Linked DNA regions of Mus musculus: all the other regions are linked to region 2. The links are chromatin contacts, called in public HiChIP or PLAC-seq maps. All regions are on one chromosome and are shown on one strand. Each heading gives the region's core, a stretch centred on a gene start, on an enhancer-like site or on the middle of the called end of the contact. The rest is flanking DNA. Distances are from core to core; before and after follow the strand shown. Region 1 holds the start of Mesp1 (mesoderm posterior 1). Region 2 holds the start of Blm (Bloom syndrome, RecQ like helicase). Region 3 holds the start of Anpep (alanyl (membrane) aminopeptidase). Region 4 holds the start of Kif7 (kinesin family member 7). Region 5 holds the start of Ap3s2 (adaptor-related protein complex 3, sigma 2 subunit).

Region 1 (5,124 bases), core at 1,751-4,250, 740 kb before region 2:
AGGGGTCGAAAGAGTGGAGGTTCTGGATAGCAGACATACGATACGATTCCTTTTCCTAGGTGGAAACGGCCTGCGGAAGGCGGCTGCGGGAGAAGGCGGGCGGGGGGGGGGGGGGGGACTGAGCGTCGGGAAGCGAGGGGGCTCGAGGGGGAGGCAGCTGAGTCCTCGGTGGCGGCTCAGTGACTGGGGCCGCTTCCTCCTTCTTGTTTTTGTTCTTTTGAGACAGGGTCTCCTGTGTAGACTTGGGTGATCTGGAACTCGCTATGTAGACTGGGCTTGCCATAAATTCAAAGATCTGCTTGCCCCTGCTTTCTAAGTACTGAGATTAGCGGTGTATGGCCAGCTTGAATATTCCTTTTTATAGGAAGTGTTTACAACAGGTAAATTTCATTAAAGTTAAAGTGCCACTGCAGGGGCTGGCTGGTGGGCACCTGGGCACCGAGGCTAGTGGGGTTAATGGAGCTGCCCCTTCTTCCTTAGTCTTCTTTTCTTGAGACAGGGCTCACCATGTAACCCTGGAGAGCCTTGAACTCCTGCTTCTGCCTGCTTCTGCCTTCCAAGTGCTGAGATCCAAAGTGTGCCACTACATCTGGCCAGTAGCTTCTTTTTGGAGGTGATAAAAATTACTCTAAAATTAGTGGTGATAACTGTAAAGCTTTATGGATATGCCAAGTCATTGAGGTGAGCTTTCTAGAGAAGCACGAGAACATAGTGGCACACGTGTGTCACCCGGCATCCCCTGAGACGACCCTTGGTGGAATGAGACTCTATCTCAAAACAACATCAACAAAATGCATATTAAAAGAAATAAACGAATACCAAGGCCTGAGCTTCTGAGAGTTGAGGGGGAGAGAGAGTTGCCCCTGCACCCTTGGCAGAGACTGCCATGAGTCAGGGCCCTTACTGGACGGTTCTCTGGACCTCCTGCTCTGCTGATGCCAGCCTCTTTCTGGGCTCCAGGAGCCTCTCTTCTCGGCTGCACATTCCTGACCTGAACTATAGCAGCACAGGTTAGCGATCAACAGGTCCCTCATCGAATCCTAGCCAGGCCTCCAAGCCACATGAAGATGGGAAGCTCTAGCCAGGGAGATGGTGCCCTGGTGTGGGGACGGTGTCCCAGATGTGGCTCAGCTGCCCAGAAGAGCAGACACGCCGTTCTGCTCCCTCCCACCGCTGAGCATGGCAATGCCCAAGCCTTACATGGCTCAGAGTCTTGTCCTTTATGTGTCTGTGAAATATATGCAAAGGTAACCAAGGTACAAAAACACTAAAGGAGTTGTGTTTTCTGGTTTTATCCAGTCCCTCCCTACATTTAAAAAAGAGGAACTACTTCCTGTCACCTTCTCTCAGGAAGCTCCCCACTCCGTTTCACCCTACCCCACCCTTTCAGACTGACCCATGCAGCATAGATGTTGACCAGGAAGGAGGGTAGAAGGCCTTTGTGTTTCCAGGCTGGAGATTACAAGACTCCTCCTCCACAATCCCATGTCAGCTTTCCCTGACACATAGCAGAACTTCCAGCAGGGTATGGGAGCATGGGGCAATGGGGGCTCGTGCCACCATGAGTTTGGGCCAGCCTGGGCCGTACAGTGTGAGGTTCCCCCTCCCACACACCCCCAAATAAGGAAGAAAGAAAAATAAACCCTCCAAATGACACTAGCACAATCGGTTTATTCACAAATAAATAAATACACACCAGGCAAAGCTTGTGCCTGCTTCATCTTTAGAGCGTGTACCCTATTGGGCGCCTCCTTCCAAGGAGGGTTGGAATGGTACAGTCTGGATGAGGGCCAGCTCCCACCCCGGGATGCCCATGTTGGTATCACTGCCGCCTCTTCCAGGATCTACTCCCTCCGAAGGTGCCAAGACCAAAGGAAAAGTGTCTGTGCTCAGACAGGGTGACAATCATCCGTTGCATTGTCCCCTCCACTCTTCAGGCAGGCGGCCACTCCTGCGGCGGCGTCCAGGTTTCTAGAAGAGCCAGCATGTCGCTGCTGAAGAGCTGCAGGAAGAGTGAACAGCGCCACAATCAACACCTGCCCCAGGGTCAGGTCCGCGCTCATCCGCTCCACGCTCAAGGTTAAGCGAGCAAGCAAAGCGTCCTTAATCCCTGCCTGTCCAACTCCCACCCTGTTCGGACACCCAGGGCACACGGGGATGCGCCCAAGGGAGATCCTGAGTGCAGCAGAGAGGCTGGTCCGCGACGTGGGGCTGTGCGTCGCGCACCAACAGTAGGGGGCGCCACCTCGACAGTGTGGGGGAAGGGGTTACTAACCGGAGATGAGGGACTGGGCTCCATTTCCTGCCTTTCCTGGGATGCTGTTTCTGCGTACAGGAACGATGGGTCCCACGATTCTGCGGCGACTCGGGGTCTAGGGTAGGCAGGCGGGGATCCCCACGACACCCCGCTGCAGACGGCCGGGCTTAAACGGGGACCGAGCGACTGCGACTGCGCCAGGTCGCTGTCGGGGCACAGCGGGCAGCCTCGAGGTGACACCGCGTGCCGCTGTCGCCGGAGGTTGTCCTCGCTGAGTCCCAGCACAGCCGACAGGTGGCCAATGTAGCGGATGGCCAGGCGCAGCGTCTCGATCTTGGTCAGGTTCTGGCCGGTTGGTGCCACGGATGGCGGCAAGAAGCGGCGCAGCTCGTGCAGCGCGCGGGCGAGTGTGCGCATACGTAGCTTCTCCCGCTCGCTGGCGCTCTGCCGCTGTCCGCTACCCAGGCGGCTACCGTGCGTCCCGCGCCTACCCGGGGTCCCAGCACGCCGGGCCGGGCGGGCGCAGGGTGGTGCAGGGCTGCTGGCCTGGGCACCGTCCCACGGGTCCGAGGACCAGGCTGGGGAGCAGACGCTGTTCCCATCGGAAGGCATCGGTGGCTGCCGACCAGCGGGACTCAGGATCCAGGACTCGGAGCGCGGCTCGCACAGGGGCTGGGCCATGGCAGCGGAGGCCTGACCATTGGGTCCGCTGTAGCTTTATCCTGAGCCCTAGGTGTGAAGCGGGCCCCTTCCAGAATTCATCAGCATATCAAAGCCGGCTCGAGCCAGGAGGGGGGCAGGGCCTGAACCCTTTGAACCATAGCAGGGGCTCTGAGGTGCAGGACCCCTTAGTCCAGTCTGCTCCACCTGGACCATATTTGGGGCCTCAGTAAGTCAGGCACCTATGGCCAGGACTGCCAGTTGAAAGAACCATGCTCAGAGAACTGAAGTCTAGCTCCTAGGCTTAGGGTACACCTTCATTTATTAGGGACCCTACGCCATTTTTTTCCATCACTTTAATTTACAAATTGTATAACAAGAGACTTCGGGATTGCATTGGCCAACTGTGGACTAGGGACCTCTAGACACGGAGAGAACTCTAGTTCAGTCCTTCCCAGAGGCTTGGATGTGGCCTGTAGTCCTCCCTGATGTCCAGGCTATGGGAGGCACATTGAAGAAACCATCCCGACCGACCTGTGAGGTTGCTGGGGTGTCCGGGCAGGGGGAGAGGTGAGCCTGCCTCCCCACACTACAAGTCACTTCTAGTCTTGGCAAGATGGGGAGCTTGGTCCCCTTCCCAGCCCTCCCATGACTGGAGCTCTGCTGCTTTGGTCAGCTACAGTGAGTAAAAAGTCCTTTGACAAAACTCAACTCCTTGAGCTGGTGGCACACTTGGGAGGTGAAGGCAGGAGGGTCAGGAGTTCAAGGCCAGGCCTAGCTGTATATGGCCCAGGTTAACATGGGCTACATAAGATCCTGTGTTGGAAAAAACAAAACAAAACAAAACAAAACCCAAAAACCCTGAAAAGCAGAAACCTTCATCTGTCCCAATGGCAGTTTTATAATCTATTTCATAGGATGCTACCTGTTAGGTTCATAGGCTGCCTTTTATTTTTTAAAGATGTGTGTGTGTGTGTGTGTGTGTGTGTGTGTGTGTGTGTGTGTGTGCTGGTGCCCCCACACAGGCCAGAGGTGTCACGTTCCTTAGGATCGGGCCTTGCAGGCAATTGTAAGCTGCCTGAGGTGGCTTCTGGGAACAGAACCTTGGGTTCTTCAAGAGCAACATGTGCTCTTCTTAACTGCTGAGCCGTCTCTCCAGTGTTCTTCCTCCCACATCTTGAAACATGGTCTCATGTAGCCCAGGCTAGCCTCAAACTTACTCTAACCCAGCTGGCCTTTAGCTCCTGATCCTGCTGCCTCAGCTTACTGCAGTTGTGAGCCTGGCTGTTGAGGATGCCTGCTCTTACCATACCTGTTCAGTGTTGTACTGAATGAAGGGACTAGGTTGGAAAAATAAAGAGAAATAAATACAAATTGAGAGATTAAAGCAAACCTGTCCCCACTTATATGTGACATGCTTATTAATAAAGTCTCCAGAAGTTGGGCATACACGCACATGCCTGTAATTCCAACATTTGGAAAATGAAGGCAAGAGGAGTTTGGGCCAGTCTTGGCTGCAAAGTGAATTTGAAGCCATCCTATGCTACTGGACTGTCTCACCTATTAGAGGGCTGGTGGTGTGGTTCAGTCGGTAGAGTGCTTGCCTAGCCTGCCGGAAGCCCTAGGTCTTATTCCAACACTGCATAACCACGTGTAGCACTGGCTTGTAACCCCAGCACTGGAGAGATGAAGATAGGAGGACCAGAAGTTCAAGTTCAAGATCACCTCTGGCCTAGAGTTATGGCTCAGTAGTTAAGAACACTGGCTACTCAGCTAGGTATGTTGGAGCACACCTTTGATCCCAGCACTGGGGAGGCAGAGGCAGGCAGATCTATGAGTTTGAGGCCAGCCTAGTCTAGAGGTGAGTTTCAGGACAACCAGGGCTATACAGAGAAACCCTGTCTTGAAAACAAACAAACAAACAACAATAACAAAACAAACAAACAAACGAAGGAAGTACTGGCCGCTCTTCCTCGAGACCCAGGTTTGACTGATTCCCAGCATCCACACGGTGGCTCATAGCTGTCTATAACGACATTTCTAGGGATTGTACTCTTCTGGCCTCTATGTACTACACAAGCATACAGAGCACAAACATATATGGAGGCAAAGCCCTAGTACACACAGAAAATTGAAAAAATATTCTCAACTGCAGAGTGAGTTTCAGGCACATCTCAAAAACAAACCCTTGAGCCTGACAGAACAGA
Region 2 (4,664 bases), core at 1,946-4,445:
TTTTCTGACCTCTGTGGGCACCACGCATGAATGTGGTGCACATACACACACACACACACGCAGGTAAAACACACATGAAATATGATGAATAAATGCAATGAACTATGAGATGCAGTTAAAATTTGTCATTTATATAACTATTTGTGAATAGTGTAATTTTTAAGGCATATCTGAAAGAGAGGGAAAGGGAGGGAAGGAGGGAGGGAGGGAGATGGGGAGGGGGAGGGGGAGGGGGAGAGGGAGAGAGAGAGAGAACATGCACGTGCATACATTTGAGTTACTGTGGAGGCCAGAAACCAACATTAGGATTCCTCTCACTGAACCTGGAGTTCACCAATTTGGCTAGACTGGCTGGCCAGCAGGCTCCTGGCTCATCTCTAATGAGATTACAGGTTTGTGGCACTGAACTGGCTTTTCTTTGTGGGTTCTGAAACTTTGGTCTTCATGCCTGTGAAGTAAAGTACTTTACAACTGAACCATCTCTTTAGCCCCAAATGAGTCTTAGAAACATTATCAACTACTAGGTTGTAACTCAGTAGTGGTAAAACACTTGCCTGGCATGTACCAGACTGTAGGTTCAAATCCCAGTACCACAAAAGCAAAAAAGAAAAAAAAATATCAACATAACATACAAAGAGCTGGTATGGTAACATAAAACTATAATCCCAGCACTCAAGAGGCTGAAGCAAGGATAGCCAGGTCACAGCCAACCTGAGCTATATAATAAAATCTTGTCTCAAAAACCAAGAGCTGATGGTATAGTTCACAGTTAGAGTGCTTGTATGCTACACAGAATACTAAACTAAAAAATGTGAACCACTCAAGTATGAGTACACTGTAAACAATTACCTAAGAAAAATCTATTATAGCCTATTTTATAACTAAAATGTGTTAAGAACTTGTGAAAAAAACAAAAACAGGACCATTCGGTTGGCTTAGGCAGTAAGACTGCTGGCCAAGCCTGAGAACCTGATTCGAATCCCCTGGCCCCACACGATGGCAGAGAACTGCAAGTTGTTCTCTGATCCCATCAAGCTCACACACAAATAAAAAATACTGTTAAAGTTTTGTTATGAGTCAGGCAGTAGTGGTGCACACCTTTAATCTCAGCGCTCAGAAAGCAGAGGCAGGCAAATCTCTGAGTTCAAGGCCTGGTCTACTGAGTAAATTCCAGGACAGCCGGAGCTACACTGAGAAACCCTGACTCAAAACCACCCCCAAAATAATATTAATAATAACAAAAACAATAATAGCCAGAGTGACAGAAAGACATTATAAATGTAATGAGCATTTTAATGTTTGTTTTGGGTTTTGGAGACAGGGTCTCATATAGTCTAGACCGGTCTCAAATTTACTATGCACCCGAGGAAAACTTTCAACTTCTGATCCTTCTGTCTCCACCTTCTATGTGTGTGTGGATTATAGGCTTGCTCTGGGAGGTAGCTTGCTTCTAAGATAGTCTTTATAAAGCTGCTCTTAACTTTCCATTCTCCTGTCTCATTCAAAGTGCCAATTGGGGTCATAGGTGTGAACCACCAAAATTCCTAGTGGCAACTGATCTTATTCTACAGGAAAGCAAGATACTCAAAGGCTTTTAGGCACAAAATTATACAGATAATTTTTCAATTACTTTGAACCTGGTAAGACAGAAAAGGCCTGGGAAGATGGCTCAGTCAGTAAACTGCTTGTAGTATGAACATAGGGACCTGATTTCAGATCTCCAGAACCCACTTAGAAAGTCAGGAGTGGTAATGTGCATCTATAATGCCAGTCCTGGGAGGCTTGCTAGTTTAATCAGTAAGTTCCAGGTTCAGTGAGACTGCCCCAAACACTAAGATGGAAGACAACTGCAGAAGGTACCTCTGGTCTTCTTGCACATTAACACACACACACAAACATGGACAAGAACATACTCCTATCTCCATTCCTGACAAAAGGTAAAAATTTAGAAAATAGAGCATGTCCCTCAACCAAGTTTAAGATGCTACATTCTGTCCAGCAGTGGCAGCCATTGCCTTTAATTCCAGCACTCAGGAGGGAAAGGCAGTGGAATCAGGGTTCGAGGCCAGCCTGGTCTACAGTGGGCTACACAGAGAAATCTGTGAGTCTCTTTTGCAGAAGTACATATTTCACAGTATATACACTTTAAATAACAGGGATGGTGACATGGGTCTGTAACTCAAGCACTTGAGAGGTTGAGGCTGAAAAGATCATGGAGTCCAAAGTCACCCTCAGCTCTACAAGTTTGAGGCCAGACGGGACTACAAGATCCAAAACAAACAAACTGGTACTAAATCCCTATCTTGGGAACCTAAAAATCCCACTTCATCCAAGCAAAGTTAAAGTGACATCCAAACAGAATAGCAGTCAGGCTAACAAAATGTTGACTCAAGCCGGTGTGACGTCAACTCAGCACTGGATGGCTGAGACGGTGTGACGTCAACTCAGCACTGGATGGCTGAGACAAGTTCCTTCCAAGCTCAATTAAATGTATTACTCCCCAGGCGTCTGCCTCTCTCCTTCTCCTCCATCTTGTCATCTCTCGATCAGTCTTTCCCACCCCTACCCCTTGCTGAGGTAGGAGAGCTGTGTATTTAAAGGCGACACCGGAAGATGGCAGGTTCATCTCAGTCACCCTCACCCGGTAACCTATGACAGTTAAGAGGGACTGGGAGGAAGCCTGGGGCAGTGAGATAGGCTTCAGAGCTGGGCAGGTCCTATTCAAACCTCATCTGGCATCCAAGCCCGCGCGCCCTTTCGGCAAACGAGGTCTGAGCTCCTGCTTCTCCGATTAAAAACAGGGCACCTCCACCTCTTCTGGCGTCTCGAAAGCATGCATTGCTACGAGGGGTCGTTGCAGCACTACACAAACTACGGGAAGCAGATGAGCTAATTTCTCGCGTATGACAATCAAGGCCTTAAGGAAAGTGTGGACAGTGAGACTCGAGCCTCGGCCGCCTGACATGGCCTTTTCTGGGTCACCAGGTCTCTACTCCGGTCTGGGCTTCTCGCCACAAGCGAGGCTCGGAGAACCTGGGACGGATGACTGGTGAAATGGCCAAGGCCTCGGGCTCTGTTAGTCGGCGGAGCCACCGCAACCCAGCGCGCGCCGAACTCACCTCACTCAGGCTTACGTCGCGCCGGGCGGAACCACCATCCAAACTCCGCGCGCCGACACGGCCCTCCTGCGCCCCGCGCCGCACGCTCTGCGCGGCAAGAAGGATGATTCTGATTGGGTAATCCCTGAAGGATCTAACCAATACCGTGGCCTCTGGCTCCTGGCCCCGCCCCTAGAGCTGCTGGGGCGGTATCCCCCGAGCACGTACTACTAAAGCCCAATCCGAATGCAGCTGACCGGTCAGGTGATTATGGCAAACTACCTGGCTTCCGGCGTAGTAAGGCTTTGTTTTGTTTTTTGTTTTTTGTTTTCCTAGTGTAGGGAAAGGCGCCTGAAGCCCAGTCTGTGGCATGGTAGAGATTTTGTGATGTTTGAAGACAGCCGAGGCTTGCTAGTTCCGGTAAATCAGGCGAAGCGTCTGTGGGCCTCTTCTTTTGGATCTCACCCTCTATTCTTGTGAAACTTCGGCGGTTCTTCCACTGCTGACTGTCATTAATCGGTCGCAAGCTCAGATACTTCAGCTGGCATGCAGATGCCGAGGGTGAAGCTTCAGTTCTAGTGGGTAGCTTCCACCATGAATGCAGCCCGGTGATGCCTGATCTTCTATTTTTGTAACTTTTAGTTTTTTTGAGACCGGACCTTACATAGCCCAGGTTGGCCTCAAACCTCCACCAAATTGTGTAGGAGAAGCTGACCTTGAACTCCCGATCCACCTACTTACACTTCCCAAATACTAGGATTACATATTCCACCAAAGTGGGCTCTTGTTAATTTTTTTCTCTTCCAACCCTGTCATCTGTCCTTACCCTCTTTTTATTTTATTTATTTATTTATTTATTTATTTATTTATTTTGGTTTTTTGAGACAGGGTTTCTCTGTATAGCCTTGGCTGTCCTGGAACTCACTCTGTAGACCAGGCTGGCCTCCAACTCAGAAATCCACCTGCCTCTGCCTCCCAAGTGCTGGGATCAAAGGCGTATGCCACCACTGCCGGACCCTTTCCCTCTTTTAAGGAGTAAATTCAAACTGTTACAACAATATGGAAAACAGTACAAAGGATTTGAAAGATACTAAAAGTTACCTCATGACCCAGAAACATCTCCTCTGACATATACCCAAAGAAAATTAATAAATAACTTCCTAAAGCTATCAGCTTTCCCTTGTTCATTGCTGCATAATCCACAATAGCCAAGATATGAAAATAAGCTGTCAGGAGAAAGACGGGAAATGCACATCAGAATAGTAATTAGCCTGGTAAAAAGAACCAGATCTTTCCATTTAGGGACATTATGCTAAGTGAAATAAGCCAGACACAGTAAATTATTATTGCATGATCTTATATGTGGGATCTTTATAAAATTTAAATATTCATATCTAGAGAAAACTGGTGGAGAGTTGTGGGTTAGAGGACACATATAGTGAAAATACCTAGAGATCCAAAATACAATATGCAAGTTCTATATATTGCATTTGTGCTAAACTATTATGAGTTACAAAAACCAAGGAAGTATAGCTGCAGATGATGACTAGACTCATGTGTTTCATT
Region 3 (5,105 bases), core at 2,150-4,649, 690 kb before region 2:
CTGCCCTGTCAGCGTGCTCAGCGGGGAGATCTTCCTGAGTGTGTGGGTGAGGCGGCTGTCACTGCCTTCAGAGTGAGACTGAGACAAGTTCAGGCCAACACCATCCCTGAACTTGACCCTCTGGTTGCTTCTCTTCACACCCAGAGCCAGCTTTTCTCAGGCACCTGAGCCTCTTAGTTCTGTCCTTTGTTCCTCTGGTTCTTTGGCCAGATATACCCTTCCTCTCTTTCTAGTCAAGCTCTTCTTCATACTTCAAACTCCAGCTAAAACATCACAACCTTGCCGTGTCCTTAATGCCACACTCCTGTGACCTCCAGTTCTCATCTCTTTCACATATGTCACTTAGGGAAAGACCCTGGCTGTGGCAGCTCTCTCAGCAGACAGCCTGTGCTTCACCACCACAAAAGTGACAAGATGATAGCTAAGGCACCCAAGAACTCAGACCCTTGCTTTGGGGACAGCTCCACCTTCCACCCTGCGCTCTGAGACTGTGCACAGAAGCATCTTCGTCATCGTCCAGGACATCATTTGCTTAATATTTTTTCTCAAAACAAATTCACCTTAATTAGCCTGATGAGCAATAAGGACCTGGATGTGGTGTGTTAAGTTACTTTTTTCCCCCCTGATTTAAGCTCACCTCATCCCACTGGTGAAAACTACTCATCAAGGTAACCCGAGACTACCCTGTATAGCTACTGCTGCTGCTGCTGTTGCTGCTGCTGCTGGAGAAGCTACCACTCTGTCCTGCCTGATCTGGGATGTCACTACTTCAGTGCAGGCCTTGTCTGCAGAAAGCAAGTCTCCTGCCTTCCTTCCAATGCCTCCCCCATGTCTGGCAGGTCTCAACCACCAAACCCTATCTAGGACACACACACATACATTTACCACATATCATACACAAACACACACTACACACACAAACAGACATATACACACACCACACACAAATACATACATACATACATGCCACACACATACACACGTCACATACGTACACACATGCCACATGCAAACACACACACATGTCACATACACATATCATACACAAACACATGCCACACACACATACCACACAGCATATACCACACAGCACATACATACACACCACAAACACCACATACACACACACAAACACACCACACACAAACACACCACACACATACACACCCCACACACTCACAACACACAAACAAAGCACACACACACCACACACAAATATATTTATATATACGTGCACACAAAAACACACACATACACATACCACATACATATATCATACATAAACACACACCAGACACATACACAAACACACACATACTCACACCACATACAAACACACACCACAAATATACATACATGCCACACATCAACACACACGTACACATATCATACACAAACATACTATATACACACATATACCCACAACCATACAACACACACACAAACAAACACAAACATACCACACAAACATAGGCACACACAGGCAAGCACACCACACATACACTAGGTAGTCTGGGCTCCATACCACATCTCAGTTTATCTCCAAAGCTCTCTGAGTTCTGGTGTCAGCACTGTGAGACTACACAGCAGGGAATTCGGGGATAGTGTGTAGCCTCTCTTCCCACTCTGAAGTAGCAGTGTATAGAGCCAGGGTTAAAACCAGGCCCCAGAGCAGGACCATCCTGGCTGATGGCCTATCCCCATGTCACAGCTGGATTGGGCTGGGCTGGGCCAATCCCCAGGGTGCTTCCTTTGGGAGCTCTGGACACTCCATTCTGTGGGAACCACATTAAACCCATGGCAGGTTGACCTTTGTGAGCCAGAGCAGTGTCCCTGTGGGGCAGGGACAGAGGGGCTTTGTAGGGCAAGCGAAGTGCACTAGTCATACAGTCCCACACTTTCTTTGATGGAAGTGGCTTTAAAGGCCACAAGAAGGACAGATTCCCTTCAGTCAGACCATGATCAGGAATGGGGAACTGTTCTGAGAAGTGATACTCATAAGACGGGGGTCAGCAGAAACTGCTACAAACACAGTTCTGCAGAGGCCTTGCCCTGCCCTCATAGGTATAATCTATAGGATCCCTCAGCCTGAGGTGAGTGGCTACCAGCCTGCTGGGATTCTGGGCTGAAGGGCGAGCACCTTGCAGCGGCCCCCTCAGGAACTCTGCAGGGTATGCATGTGACCCTAGGTTCAAATCCTGTGGAGTTGGGGGAGAGTACCATAATCAAATCCAGAGGCTGAGGCAGGAGGATTGCCTAGAGATCCAAGCCAACCTAAGCTATACAGCTCATTGCTCAGGTATTCCACAATCCACCGTAGCCACAGTCCTAGTTCCTGTACCTGGCCTGTCACATGTAGGAAAAGCTCCCTTCCCCATGGGGAATTGTGGCCAGTCTTCCTGTTTGGTGCCGGGCCACCTCCTTCTTACTAGCCACCCACGCTGACAGAGGTGGGAGGCCACCTGCTCCAAGTTCTACTTTCACAAATAAACTGGCCAAGGTCCTGACATCCCTAGACCTCAGATCCATCAGTCACAGAAGTGCCCTGAAATCTCCCAACAGCACATGTCACTGGTATCCTCAGAGCAGGATTGGGTTTTAAGTCACCAAAGCCCAGACTCTCCAGGGCAGGCAGCCTGCCTTATTGGAGGTAGTCTATTTGGAAAGACCCCTCTGCTGAAAAAGCTTGGGTTGCCACCAGCTCTGCTCTCTGGAGGCCACCGCAGCAGAATCCTGGTGCGCATCCAGGAGGCATGCCTATCTATGCATGGGACGAGCACAGCAACCGAGGGTCTAGGATAAAGTCTAGTTCCCGTCTCCTCACAGAGGCTGGGGCACAGGGCCAGGGCCGCCGCTCTAACCCGACTGGGACTGTAGAGCAGAAACATGTGTCTTTGCTCCGTGACTTCCAGGGGTCAGCGTGCACCTTCTGTTCCACTCGCGCCATCCCTAGTCCTCTATACTTCAGCCATTCTGTATCCTCTCATCTCTGGCTCCGTCCTCTATGTGTCCCTCACCACCCGCCCTCTAACCCTTGAGTCTGGCCACCAGACTCCAGCTACCGTTCCTGGGCTCCAGCCACCCCTTTTTCTCCAGGCCTGGCCATCTTCTGTCACCAAGGCCGGAGCTTCCCTCGGAGCCCTGCAGACACCTGGAGGCCAAGAGCCGCTGGCACCCTCGGGGACTCACTCCAACAGCTTCGGCAGCTCCCGGACCTCAGTTTACCCATCTGAGTAGGGGCAGAAGCTTCAGTTGGCTCCCGCACCCCAGATGCCAAGCCCCACACCCGGTGTCCCCAAACTTCCGCAGCCCATGGCTGCCTTCCCACACTTGCCTAGGACTGCACGCTTCTCCGAGCTGCTCCTGCCTCGCCTCCGCCCGCCTGCTCTGGCGGGTTAAAGGGAAGTAACCCGAGCCCACCACCGCTCCGCCCGAACTACACCCGCCCCCCCCCACCCGGCTCCGCCCGCGCTCCTCCCCGCCTGCACGCAAACAGCCGCTCCCCCGACGGTGCGGCCCCTGGCCCCCAGCGCGCCAGACCCAGACCTCTCGCCCTCACCCACCCACACTTCGCGCCGCCGCTGTCCCAGTGTCTCGCCCACCACATCTGGGAGACATCTGCAGCTGGAGGGAGGGGCTCACAGCCTCAAAAGTTTACAGGATAATCCCCACAGTTCTGGAGGCTTTCCACAGAACTTAATCTGATTATCTTTTCTTCTTCTTCTTCCTTCTTCTTCTTCTTCTTCTTCTTCTTCTTCTTCTTCTTCTTCTTCTTCTTCTTCTTCTTCTTCTTCTTCTTCCTCCTCCTCCTCCTCCTCCTCCTCCTCCTCCTCCTCCTCCTCCTCCTCCTCCTCCTCCTCCTCTTCCTCCGAACTTATTATGTAGTCCAGGCCAAGCTCAAACTAGCAACAATCCTGCTTCACTGCTACACTTTTTCCATGAGCCTGGATCATCCACCAATTCTAACTTTTTCTTCCTTTCTCTTTCTCCCCTTCCTCCCTCTCTCCCTCTCTCCCTCCCTCCCTTATTTTCTTCTAGTACTGTGGTTTAAGTCCAGTGCCTCATGCGTACTAGATAAGTGCTCAGCCGTGAGCTACATCCTCAGCCCTTTTCTTTTTTCTTTTATTTCTTTTTAAAGGAAAGGGCTCACTGAATCATCCAGGCTGACCTTGAACTCACTGTAGCCCAGACTGACCTTGACTTCAGCCTCTCCAGGCCAAGCTCTGGCTAACTCTTGACACCTAGGCTGTCTTCAAGAAGTCAAAGTTATTAGAAGCCTCTAGCAAATAAAGGATTGCATCCAGGAGTTTATGCTTCTTGTCCCCATTCCGCTTCGAGATACTGTGTGTTCCAGGGCACTCCCTCCCTGGGCATCTTTTTTATTGGCAATTCAGGGTACCATTTCTATTAGTTTCCTATTGCTGCTATAATAACACAAACTTTAAAAGACACATGCTTATTCTCATACTGTTTATAAATCAGACTCACTGTACTGAAACTCGGGGTGTCCGTGGGAAGCTTCCCTTCTGGAAGCTCTAAGAGAGAGCATCTTTGTCTTTTCCGATGGCTAGAGGCACCCACATTCCTTGGCTTGAGGCCACCTTTGGAGCGAGGAGTGACCGGTGCTTCAACTCTCGGCTTTGTCATTCTGATACTGACTGGCTTCTCCCATGCGATGCACCCATATAATTCAAGGTGATCTCCCTGTTCCAAGGGAGACCCTGAGCTGTCGAACCCCATACCTCTACTTACCTGTAGGAACTCCGGTTTAGAGGCATCGTAAATGATGTCCTCTCTACATTCCCATCCTCTCCATTGCTAGACAGCTTAGCTCTACTCTTGCCCTACCTCATGGCCAGGGGGTTGCTATGCGATTGCCCTCCTACTGAGTCACACCTTGTCCCAGACTAGCCTTGTTTTCTTCTCAAACTGTCCCTTCTTTTGGGATCAGATGGCTGGGCCAGGGTGCCTTTAGGCAAAGCCATGAGGCAATTCTAACTGTTCTGCTGGATTGCAGCTTTCCTAGAGTTGTGAGTTGCCTGCAAAATAAGAGTCAGTGGGCCCCGGAGAGCTCTGAGAGTCAATTTCAGATTTCCTTTTGCTTC
Region 4 (5,050 bases), core at 1,094-3,593, 820 kb before region 2:
TTAATTTTGTTGACAACTTGACCTTGTCTTTGGAGCCCCCAGAGTCAATTTCTGTTTACAATGCACCAGCATAGCATTGTTTTAGCAACCCCACTGCAGTAAAAACAGGAGCTAGGAGAAAATAAAATGGCTCATGTTCCTTAAAGGGGGACAGTTCCTGCCATGGAGTGGCCAAAAGAGTCTTCCCCAGATGCAGAGGCTCCAATCTCAACTGTTCCGATGGGAACATGATTCCGAGCCCTTGGTGACATCCTAAGACACACTTGGTTTTCCTGTTATGATGCCAAAAACCCATTCTTGAGAAAGCCATTCACCCACAAACCCCACTTCCTGCCTTTCCCAGCCACCTGACATGGAGTGCTGACCTCTGCCCAGGAGATGCCCACTCCCTCCTCAGCATCCTTGCCTTGGGGTGGGGGTGGGGGTGGGGGTACAGAAAATTCAGAAACATAGTAAGCATCACTCACCCACACTGGCCTCCCCCATGGTATATGTCTTCCCAGAGCCTGTCTGACCATAGGCAAAGACGGTGGCATTGAAGCCCTCAAAGAAAGCCTCGAGGAGGGGCTGCACGCAAGCCTGGTACACAGCCTCTTGCCCAGTGTCCTCTCCCAGGACCACATGGAACCCAAAGTGTCGGTCCCGCCCCAGGGTGATTCGACCCCGCTCAGGCTCCACACGCAGGCAACTCTGATGACCATGCAGCAGCTCCTTGGGCAGCAATGGGCGAACTCGAAGGGCCACCCTCACGGGGGCCTCCTCAGCCCCAGGCAGCCTCTGGGCCTCCAGCCCCATCTTGAAGGACAGCAGCTACGGAATCTGCAGAGAAAAGAAAAGGCCCTTGCCACTGGCCTGTACTACAGGGGCCAGACCACATAGCTTTGGGGAGACTGACGGAGGGGTAGTCAAAGTTCAGAGCATCTGCCCAAAGGGGCACCCAACTGACACAAACCACAAAACCATAAAGCCACAGTAACTTTTCTTGACATCCTCCCCTGGCCAAAAAATAAAAAATAAAAAAAGCCCCAGCACTTGATATCTCCGGTTTTTGTGTTCCAGCTGTCCCACTCCCCCTTCTAAGTCTCTACCATTGCTCCTCCCTGAAACTGCTTGACACCTGCCCATCTTCTTCAAAGAAGCCAAAAGATCCTTCAAGACCAAATTCCTATCACTAAACTCTGCCAGTTCTTTTTTTTTTCCATTTTTTATTAGGTATTTAGCTCATTTACATTTCCAATGCTATACCAAAAGTCCCCCATACCCACCCACCCCCAACTCTGCCAGTTCTATCTCCTAAGTATCTCTCAAGATTATCAGCTACACTCCTCATCCTGTTGCCAAAACCAGTCATGCTGCTGACACCCTGAAGGGATAACTTCTGCCTGCTCCCTTTCCGAGTTTCAGTCTCCCCGACCTCTCCAACCGCGCAGTCTAGAGCATCTTTCAAAAACACAGTTGTGACAGTCTCATTTTTACACCCCACTAACAATAAAGGAAGCTTAGAACACACTCCCTACCTTCCCCATCTCCTGAATACCATGCCTTTCCTCTCAGGCCATCAACCTCTGTGTTACCATCTTCATCCACCCACGCTTGGGCTGGGCTCACCTTCCCCACAGGGCCAGGGAAGCTGCTCTGCTCTGTCCCATCACCACTACAGACAGCCCTTTGTGCTGCCCACATCAGACACTGACCACACGGATGCCAGAGCCAGAGTCTCTCTCCCCATGGAAAGCAAGAACCCTCTTTGTCTATTTCGAACTCTATCATCAGCACCCAGCACAGGGTACAATACTATCTAGCAATCCGTGAGGACCCCTCCCGCCCCCAATCTCGCCTTCTCCTTTCTCACCACATTCTTCAACCGCAGTATCCCACGCTACACTTCGTTGTTTTCGTATTTACTGTTTAGCATCTCTGCTTGTATAACCGCTCATTCATTCGGTTCTGGTTAGGTGCTGGAGCCTGGGTACACAGAGGTAACAGTGCCTGGCGGCACTCCAATCCCCAGGTAGACTCTGGAGCTGTGTGTGGTCCCGGCTTCTCCTTCCCCACAATCAAGGCTCCGAGCCTCAAAGGCGCCCTGACAACTCCACCCGCGCGATCGGCCTCTGGGAACAGGCCCTCCCGGAAAGTTTGCAAAAGTGATTACAAACGTGGACCCTCGCAGGCTGCTCCTCCTGGCCCGGCCCGCCCAGTGAGGGAGCTCGCAGTAAGCTGAGGGGCACAGATGGGGGGCTGCTCAGTCGCCTCCCGGGTGAGCCCTGTCTAGCCCTCCATCCCCTCGGGACCCACACCCACCTGCCAGAGTGCGAGCGCAGTCCCGGGACGCGCAGCCAAGCTCGGCGCCCCGACCCGGCGCGCTCCGATGCCGTCATCGGGACCCCCGCCCCCCCAAACATCCCTCCCTTCACCCGCAACCCCGCCTGCCCCGGCGCTCGGGGGCGGAGGCGCAGGCAGGGCGCCTCCAAGTCGGTCCGCAGACGGGGCTGGGCGGGCCCTCCTATGGGGGAGGGGCGGGCCTCTGCCGGGGGGCGGGCCCAGGGAAGCAGCCAGTGGCTTCTCTTCAGGTCTTAGAAAACTGGGAAATCGGCACCAGACATCTGTCTTCTCATAGACCCACTTCTTTCTTTCTGCTCCCAGGGTTAAGCCATAATCCTCATTAAAAACAAAACGTAACAACAACAAAACCACCTTCCCTAGGAAGTTTTAGTTCCTAAAACTATGTCTCATTTTAGGATTTATGAGATTCAATCGCAGTTTAGAGTCACTGTCAAGGGACACTTGTCATCCAGAGAGGCAAAGCTGGCTGTCCATCTCTTTGACTGGAAACACCATGCTTTGTTGAATTTGTAATTCAAATCTAGAATCCAAGCCAGGGTGAGTGGCCCATGCCTATAATCCCAGAACTCTGCAGAATCCTTGAGCAGCAGGGGATCAGCACCATCCTGGCTACAGAGGTGTAGCCTCTGGACAAACACAAAAATAAAAAATCTGGAAAGCAGACTGGGAGAGGCAGAGTGGGGCATTTGCCTAGCATGAGGGAAGTCTTGTTTTTTTATCCCAAGTACCACGAATAACCACCACCATCCCAGAATACATATTTATCACTTAAAACACCACTAAAGAAAAACAAATTTTGATAGATGTATTCAGATGACTGCCTGCTATAGAGGCAGCATAATTAAAGGCTGCAGAAATGTCCAGTTCTCCCAGATCTATATGAGAAAACACTCAGCCCCATACAGTAGAATCACAGCCTGAAGTGAGGCCAATGATGAGGCCATGTGGTGTCTCATTGGTAAGATAAGCAGGGGCCGGGGGTCCCTGATAGGCATATTCTCTCCCTTGGTGACACAGATACAGGCCAGATTAGACCAGATTAAAAGTAGATACAGGCAGGTTTATTAGGAGGCAGATCTCTGGTGGGTTCACCGATCTCACAGGTGGAGGTCAGTGACGTCACACATCCGCTAAAGCAAGGGGCTTTTATAGAGTTTAGGTGAGGAGTGCCAGCAAGGAGCTGGGGTGATGTTCACACATGGTCAAAAACTGAGCCCCTGGGTGGGCACTCTTGGGTGGGTTGCTGGCAACGGGGAGCCCAAGAGTGATAAAGTGATGATGTGTTAGCCAGACATTTTCTCTGGGAGGGCAGAGTTGGAGGAAAGGAGGGCAGATGGGTTTCCCAACTTGTGCAGGGCACGGGCAGGAGTTCCAGACTAACAATCCCCAGCAGGTTGAGTCAGGGGCAACAACAGTGCCTGCTCTCCCACATGTATGATCTGTCATCTACAGACACTAAGTACCCAGAGGAGTGAGGGAGCATCACCACGTGGTGTGGCATGCTCTTGGGATCAAGTGATCTGTCCCTAGGTTCTTTCCTTCACTTCCTGTATGTCACGTGCTCTGCTCATCCCTGAGCTAAGCTCCGACAGGGTGATGGCCCTATAGGGCCTCAGGAGATGACAGACTGAGGAGCCATCCACAACCATATCCTAGACTTTTCAAATAGGAGTATAAGGAAGGGCCACCAAGAGGACACCAGGCAGCTCTCTGTTAGATGCATGAGAGCTGATGCTTGGGAGCCACCAGAAGTTGTGGCACTTCCTATAAAATACAGTTCCGTGAAGGAGATAAAGCAATAGGGCAATGCAGGCTCAGCTAGAGTGGAATTGCAGCTAGAGGCTCAGCATGCTGTGGAATTGCACGGTGGGTCCCAAACAGTTGGAGCCCTGAGCAGGAGTAACACAAAGTGCAAAGCAGCCTGCCACGGAGACAACAGAAGAGATTCATTTAGGCTGTGACTGCCAAGAAGCCAGCCGCGGAGCTGCATAAAGCTCACACGGTAATTGATGGAACCTCACGTTTTCCAGAGGAGTTATGACTGTAATTATAACAGCAATTACAGTAATTAAGTTACAGGGGAAGTAACACCAAAGCTGTGAATGTTATGGTAAAATTGTGGCATTCTGTGGCGTTAGACATCACTGGAACTGCCCATAGGAATTCATGACTTTACAAAGAAGTAACCTTTTCCTCACCCTTTCCAGTGGGCAGGTAATGGTGTGTGTGTGTGTGTGTGTGTGTGTGTGTGTGTGTGTGGTGTTGTTAGGTGTGGTAACATGCCTGTAATCCCAGAAGTGAGAAGATGGAGGCACAAGAGTCAGGGCTATGAACTCCTGCTGGACAGCAAATTCGAGGCCAGCCTAGGCTCTATGAGAGCCAAGAAAGAAGGGGATGGGGGAGAGGGAGAAGGAGTGTTGAGGGGGAAGGGAAGGGGAGGGAGGGTAAAGAAGATGGCATGGAAGGAGATTAGGGGAGGAAAATGCCCAGATGCTTTGAAAGTGGCAGATCTAAAAGTTCAAAGGGGTCTGGCAAGCCGGTTTCATTACTGTGGTAGTTTGGATATACTTGACCCAGGGAGTGGCACAATCTGGAGGTGTGGCCTTGTTGAAGTAGGCATTGGCCTTGTCGGAGTTAGTGTCACTGTGGACATGGGCCTTAAGACCCTCATCCTAGCTGCCTGGAAGCCAGTCTTCTCCCGTTTGTC
Region 5 (4,662 bases), core at 82-2,581, 610 kb before region 2:
GGAGAAACAAATGCACGTGCAAATTGAAGTTGTAAACCCTGTCTTGAAAAACATAAACAACAAAAAATTGAAGTTGTATTCAGTGTTCTATTTAAAAACGTAGTTGGAAAATCCTATTTTAAAAAGCAAATACTTTTCATTTATGATGAAAAAAGGAATAAAAGACCCAGAGACATTTCTGTTTGTTTGTTTGTTTTTCAAAACAAGGTTTCTCTCTAAAGCCCTGGCTGTCCTGGAACTCACTGTGTAGACCAGGCTAGCCTCGAACTCAGAAATCCACCTGCCTCTGCCTCCCAAGTGCTGGGATTAAAGGTGTGTGCCAGAACCGCCCGGCAAGACATTTCTTAACGTGTACAAAAGGTGGGGCTGAAGCCTGAAAGTCTTCTGATTTTATTCCCTCTCAGACAGAACCAGTCTCTCAGGAGGATATTTTGAAACCTAACCACGAATAAAATATTGGGGTACAGAAGGCAAAGAACGGCATCTGCGTTTCCCCAAAGGAAATGTTTCCAGAAAATTCAAATGTGCACGAACATTGCTGAGGCATTCCATGATGGCATTTGTTTATTTGTTTAATTATATGATTTCTTAAGATGCGGTCTGGTGTAGCTCAAGCTGGCTTAGAACTAGCTGTGTATCTGAGGATAACTTTGAAGTCCTGATCCTCTCGCCTCCATCTCCCGAGTTCTGAGCTTTGAGGTGTGCACCACTACAACTGGCATCTTGTAAAAATAGCTCATTTCCCCCTAATTTTAAAAGAGACTTTCTGCAACCTTACAGGATAAAAAGTATCCCAACCCTGATAAGTGCCAGCCAATGCTGAAGCAAGTGATTCCACGAAAGAACTTCTCTCCATGCCCTTGAGAAAAAATAAACGTAAAAGAACCCAACGACCAGATCATCACAAAACTACGCTCATCAATTTAAAAAACAAAACAAATACAGAAACAAAAAACTAAAGACAGAGGCTGTCACCCAATATCTCAATGCGGCACACTGTGTACTGAGTCTGTCCCTAAGACCCAAGGGAAAGTGTCACAAAACACAGAAAAGCCAAGATCCAGGAAGGATGAGGGAGGAGCAGGGGGGTGGGTCATGCACGGTGCCAGAGCAGGAGATGCTGCTGAGCGCGGCTGCGGGCCGTGGGGAAGGGATGGCTCTGGTGCTCCGCAGGGGCATGGTTGGTGGGGCTGCACTCACAAAACGCTGGTAGAAGCGGACCAGCCGCGGTTTTCCATGGTTGTTGAAAACCAGAATCGCCTGAATCATCTTTGCCGGTCCCGCTTCTCTCGGTACCACCTGCTCCAAGAACGCACCTTCTTCCGGCACAACACGAACACTTCCTGTTGGTGTCCCGCTGAAAGCTGCTCCCGGAAACTTAGTCTCGGTACCCCTGGGCACCGAGCACTAAAGTGTCCTGCCGCTCTGGCACCCTGAGAGGTCGGCGCGCTTTCCTGGGGAGCACGGCTGTAGAAGCCCAGGAGCACGGTCGCCTTGGCCAGCCTGGGAACGAATCCAAGCCTGGCTGGGACTGAGCCCCTCATTCTGGTTCCATCCTGGAGCCAACCGTGTCGGCAGCAAGCATCGAGACTGGCAATTCCTGCCAGCAGCCGCGCCAGTTTGAGGGACCAGTAGGTGTTTGTGTTTCTTCTTCTAACCTTGGACTAGCAAAAGCTAGGCTTTTATGTTGCAGTGAATTAGGCAAAAGTCTGCCAGTCAAACGGTCATTCTCTCCTTTAGATGGTGAAAGTTGACATCATACGGGATCTCTCATCCAATCCCACATAAACGGAACGGTTGGTCTCAAACTGGTAACACCTTTTCTCATTTATTTATTCATTTAGTTATTCGTTTGTTTGTTTATATGTTATCTTTCTTTGAAACGGAGTCTCACTGTGTCGCCCTGCCTGGCTTTGAACTCAGAGATTCGCCTGCCTCTGTGACCCTAAATGCTGGGATTAAAAGCCTGCACCACCACATACATCCCTGGGATTTTAGTAAATAAAAATTCAAATGACTATTGCATTGAAGTGGGACAAAATGATTCAAATGTTGGACGGAAATGTCAAAGACAATTCTAAAACAGAGTAGCAAGAAGGAACCAGCTTTGCCCACCAATCAAACCAAGCAGGATAATTTGAAGTATGTTTTAAAGTTACATTTATATGGATTTTTTTGGAGAGGACCCACGCGCCTGCAACGGTGCATGTGTGGAAATCAGAGGACAATTTGGGGAGTCAGTTCTCTCTTGCTGTGTAAAAGATCTAATGTAAGCCATCAGACTTGGCAGTGCCTTTACCTCACAAGCCTCAAATCATAATTAAAAGGTGAAGTATTATTGAACTATAACACAATAGTCTGTGGTAAACAATTTTAAAGATTTAATTTTAATTATGTTGTATGTGTATATGTCCAAATGTTGCTTCAGGTGCCCTCAGAGACTAGAAGAGGCCACCTTAGAGCTGGAGTTTATAAGCAGCTGAAGTGAATGCTGGGAGCAACTCCAGTCGTTTGGAAGAGATGTAGTCTTTCCAAGCCCTTGGCATGAAATAATTTTAATATATGATGTAGGGGCTATCATAGTTTGGCTGTAGGAAGGAATTCCACAAGTGCTATTGAGATAACTGATTAACACTTTGAAGAAAAAGCAGCTTAGTTTTTTCATACTTTCATATATGTTAGGGCCACAGTGGATTAAAGAGGTAAGGAAAAAACAGAGTAAGGACCTGGGAGATGGCTCCACAGGCAAACTCACTTGCCCTTTAAGCCTGGCAAACTGAATTCAATGCCCAGAACCCAAGAGAGGAGAGAGCTGGCTTCCAAAATTTGTCTCTCATTGCTGTGGCACGTGTGCACTCATGTTCACACACAACATTAATAGCAATAAATGTGTATGATAATGATACAGCTCGAGATGTAGCACAGGTGGCAGAGCGCTTACACAAAACCCTGGATTCTGTCTCCAGCACTATAGCTGGTATGCCAGCACATACCTGCGATACTCAGGAGACAGAGGCAGGAGAAAGGCAAAAGCTAGAAGCCATCCTTCAATGGGAGTAACAAAAGAAAAAGACGCAGGGGCCAGTGAGCTGTCTCAGCAGGTGAAGATGCTTGCTGCCAATCCTGATGACCTGATCTGGATTCCCAGAACCCACATGATCAGAGGGCAAACTTATTGTCCTCTGACCTCCATACACACACACTAATAAATCTAAACAAAAAAAAAAACAAAAAAAAAAACAAAAACCAAACCTTTTTTGTTTAAAGAAGTAGATACAGGAAATGAAAAACATTTAATTTCACTATAAATAGAAGAAAGGGCAAATAAAAGTATATTTAATAATTTTCACTTTATCAAATATTTATTCAAAATCTTCTTCCCCAATTCTGGTCAAAGTAGCATGGCATTGCTTCTCTCCTCCATTGATACTGAGACTGCAGTCTGAAACAATCCTTTTTGGTTTTGGCTTTGTTTTTTTTCTTCGAGACAGGGTTTCTCTGTGTAGCCCTGACTGTCCTGGAACTCACTCTGTAGACCAGGCTGGCCTCGAACTCAGAGATCTGCCTGCTTCTGCCTCCCGAGTGCTGGGATTAAAGGCGTGCACCACCAATAGATGCAAAACAACCCTTTTTGGAAACCATTTGGTAATCTAACAAGATTTTTACAGGTGCCAATTCCCAGTGATCTAACTCCAGAATCTTGTTTCTCAACCATCAAAAATACAGTGAGGAGTCGGCTGGTGGTAAGTGCCTTTGACCCCAGCACTGTGGAAGCCAGCACAGGCAGAGCTCCAGGAATTTGTGATCAAAAGTCCCAAAAAACATGACTATCCCCAATGGAGGAGCTAGAGAAAGTACCCAAGTTGCTGAAGGGGTCTGCATCCCTATAGGAGGAACAACAATATGAACTAACCAGTACCCCCCGGAGCTCGTGTCTCTAGCTGCATATGTATCAGAAGATGGCCTAGTCGGCCATCAGTGGAAAGAGAGGCCCATTGGTCGTGCAAATTTTATATGCCTCAGTACAGGGGAACGCCAGGGCCAAGAAGTGGGAGTGGGTGGGTGGGGGAGCGTGTGGGGGACTTTTGGGATAGCATTGGAAATGTAAATGAAATAAATACCTAATTAAAAAAAAAAAAGAAAAACATGACTATGTGTTTTGACAGTGATGACATAACAATAATGGGAAAAGTAACATCCAAACATTATGTGTTAAAGAGCCAAGATAATAACAATTATTAACAGGACAGAATGAAAATATGGGTCTTTCCCAGCTATTTACGGACCCCACACAGTTTGAGACAAGCCATCTTTCTGTCCTGCGAAGAGGGTTTTGTCTCGGTTTTTCTAACTGCTAAGCCTGAAATCTTTTACTTTTTCTTTGTTTGCATGCGTGCATGATGCCTGCCTGCGTGCGTGCGTGCGTATGTTGGGGTGCCCAGATGCTGCTGTGTGCATGAGTCAGCAAACAACTGATGGAGTTGGCTCCCTCTCCCACCAAGTGAGTTCTGAGGACTGAACTCGGCTTCAGGCTTGGTGGCAAAGCACCTTGACTCACGGAGCTATCTTACCAATGTTTGATGTTCTTTTGTTTGCGTGGTTTTTGGTATTGGGTTTGTGAAGTGGTGGTGGTGGGGTCTCAGTCTGTAGCTCAGTTAGCCT

Evidence for each region. HiChIP or PLAC-seq counts read pairs in DNA pulled down with a chosen protein or histone mark.
Region 1: a contact with region 2 is called in an H3K27ac HiChIP or PLAC-seq map of embryonic stem cells, with 2.1 times the contacts expected there. The contact joins the promoter of Mesp1 here to the promoter of Blm in region 2. A contact is called at or near these places in 1 of 39 promoter capture datasets (pre-B cells) and 2 of 115 datasets of contacts at active chromatin or transcription factors (embryonic stem cells and pro-B cells).
Region 3: a contact with region 2 is called in a FOXA1 HiChIP or PLAC-seq map of pancreatic cancer cells. The contact joins the promoter of Anpep here to the promoter of Blm in region 2. A contact is called at or near these places in 1 of 39 promoter capture datasets (liver) and 2 of 115 datasets of contacts at active chromatin or transcription factors (large pre-B cells and pancreatic cancer cells).
Region 4: an H3K27ac HiChIP or PLAC-seq map of large pre-B cells shows a contact between it and region 2, with 3 times the contacts expected there. The contact joins the promoter of Kif7 here to the promoter of Blm in region 2. A contact is called at or near these places in 1 of 39 promoter capture datasets (pre-B cells) and 1 of 115 datasets of contacts at active chromatin or transcription factors (large pre-B cells).
Region 5: a contact with region 2 is called in an H3K27ac HiChIP or PLAC-seq map of microglia, with 5 times the contacts expected there. The contact joins the promoter of Ap3s2 here to the promoter of Blm in region 2. A contact is called at or near these places in 1 of 39 promoter capture datasets (neural stem cells) and 2 of 115 datasets of contacts at active chromatin or transcription factors (microglia and pro-B cells).

Annotation. Positions count from the first base shown.
Region 1 is chr7:79,790,590-79,795,713 of GRCm38.p6, forward strand. It overlaps Mesp1 (mesoderm posterior 1), which reads right to left and starts at 3,001. Exons shown (of 2, transcript NM_008588.2): 1 at 2,276-3,001; 2 at 1,652-2,002. The coding sequence starts at 2,938. The coding sequence ends at 1,934. It also overlaps the pseudogene Gm44705.
Region 2 is chr7:80,531,924-80,536,587 of GRCm38.p6, forward strand. It overlaps Blm (Bloom syndrome, RecQ like helicase), which reads right to left and starts at 3,196. Exons shown (of 22, transcript NM_001042527.2): 1 at 3,120-3,196.
Region 3 is chr7:79,844,811-79,849,915 of GRCm38.p6, forward strand. Anpep (alanyl (membrane) aminopeptidase) reads right to left here and starts at 3,400. Exons shown (of 21, transcript NM_008486.3): 1 at 3,335-3,400.
Region 4 is chr7:79,713,364-79,718,413 of GRCm38.p6, forward strand. It overlaps Kif7 (kinesin family member 7), which reads right to left and starts at 2,344. Exons shown (of 19, transcript NM_001291222.2): 1 at 2,302-2,344; 2 at 468-819. The coding sequence starts at 795.
Region 5 is chr7:79,919,309-79,923,970 of GRCm38.p6, forward strand. Ap3s2 (adaptor-related protein complex 3, sigma 2 subunit) reads right to left here and starts at 1,332. Exons shown (of 6, transcript NM_009682.3): 1 at 1,201-1,332. The coding sequence starts at 1,269. 5430400D12Rik (a long non-coding RNA gene) reads left to right here and starts at 1,341. Exons shown (of 2, transcript XR_003946805.1): 1 at 1,341-1,631; 2 at 1,741-4,662.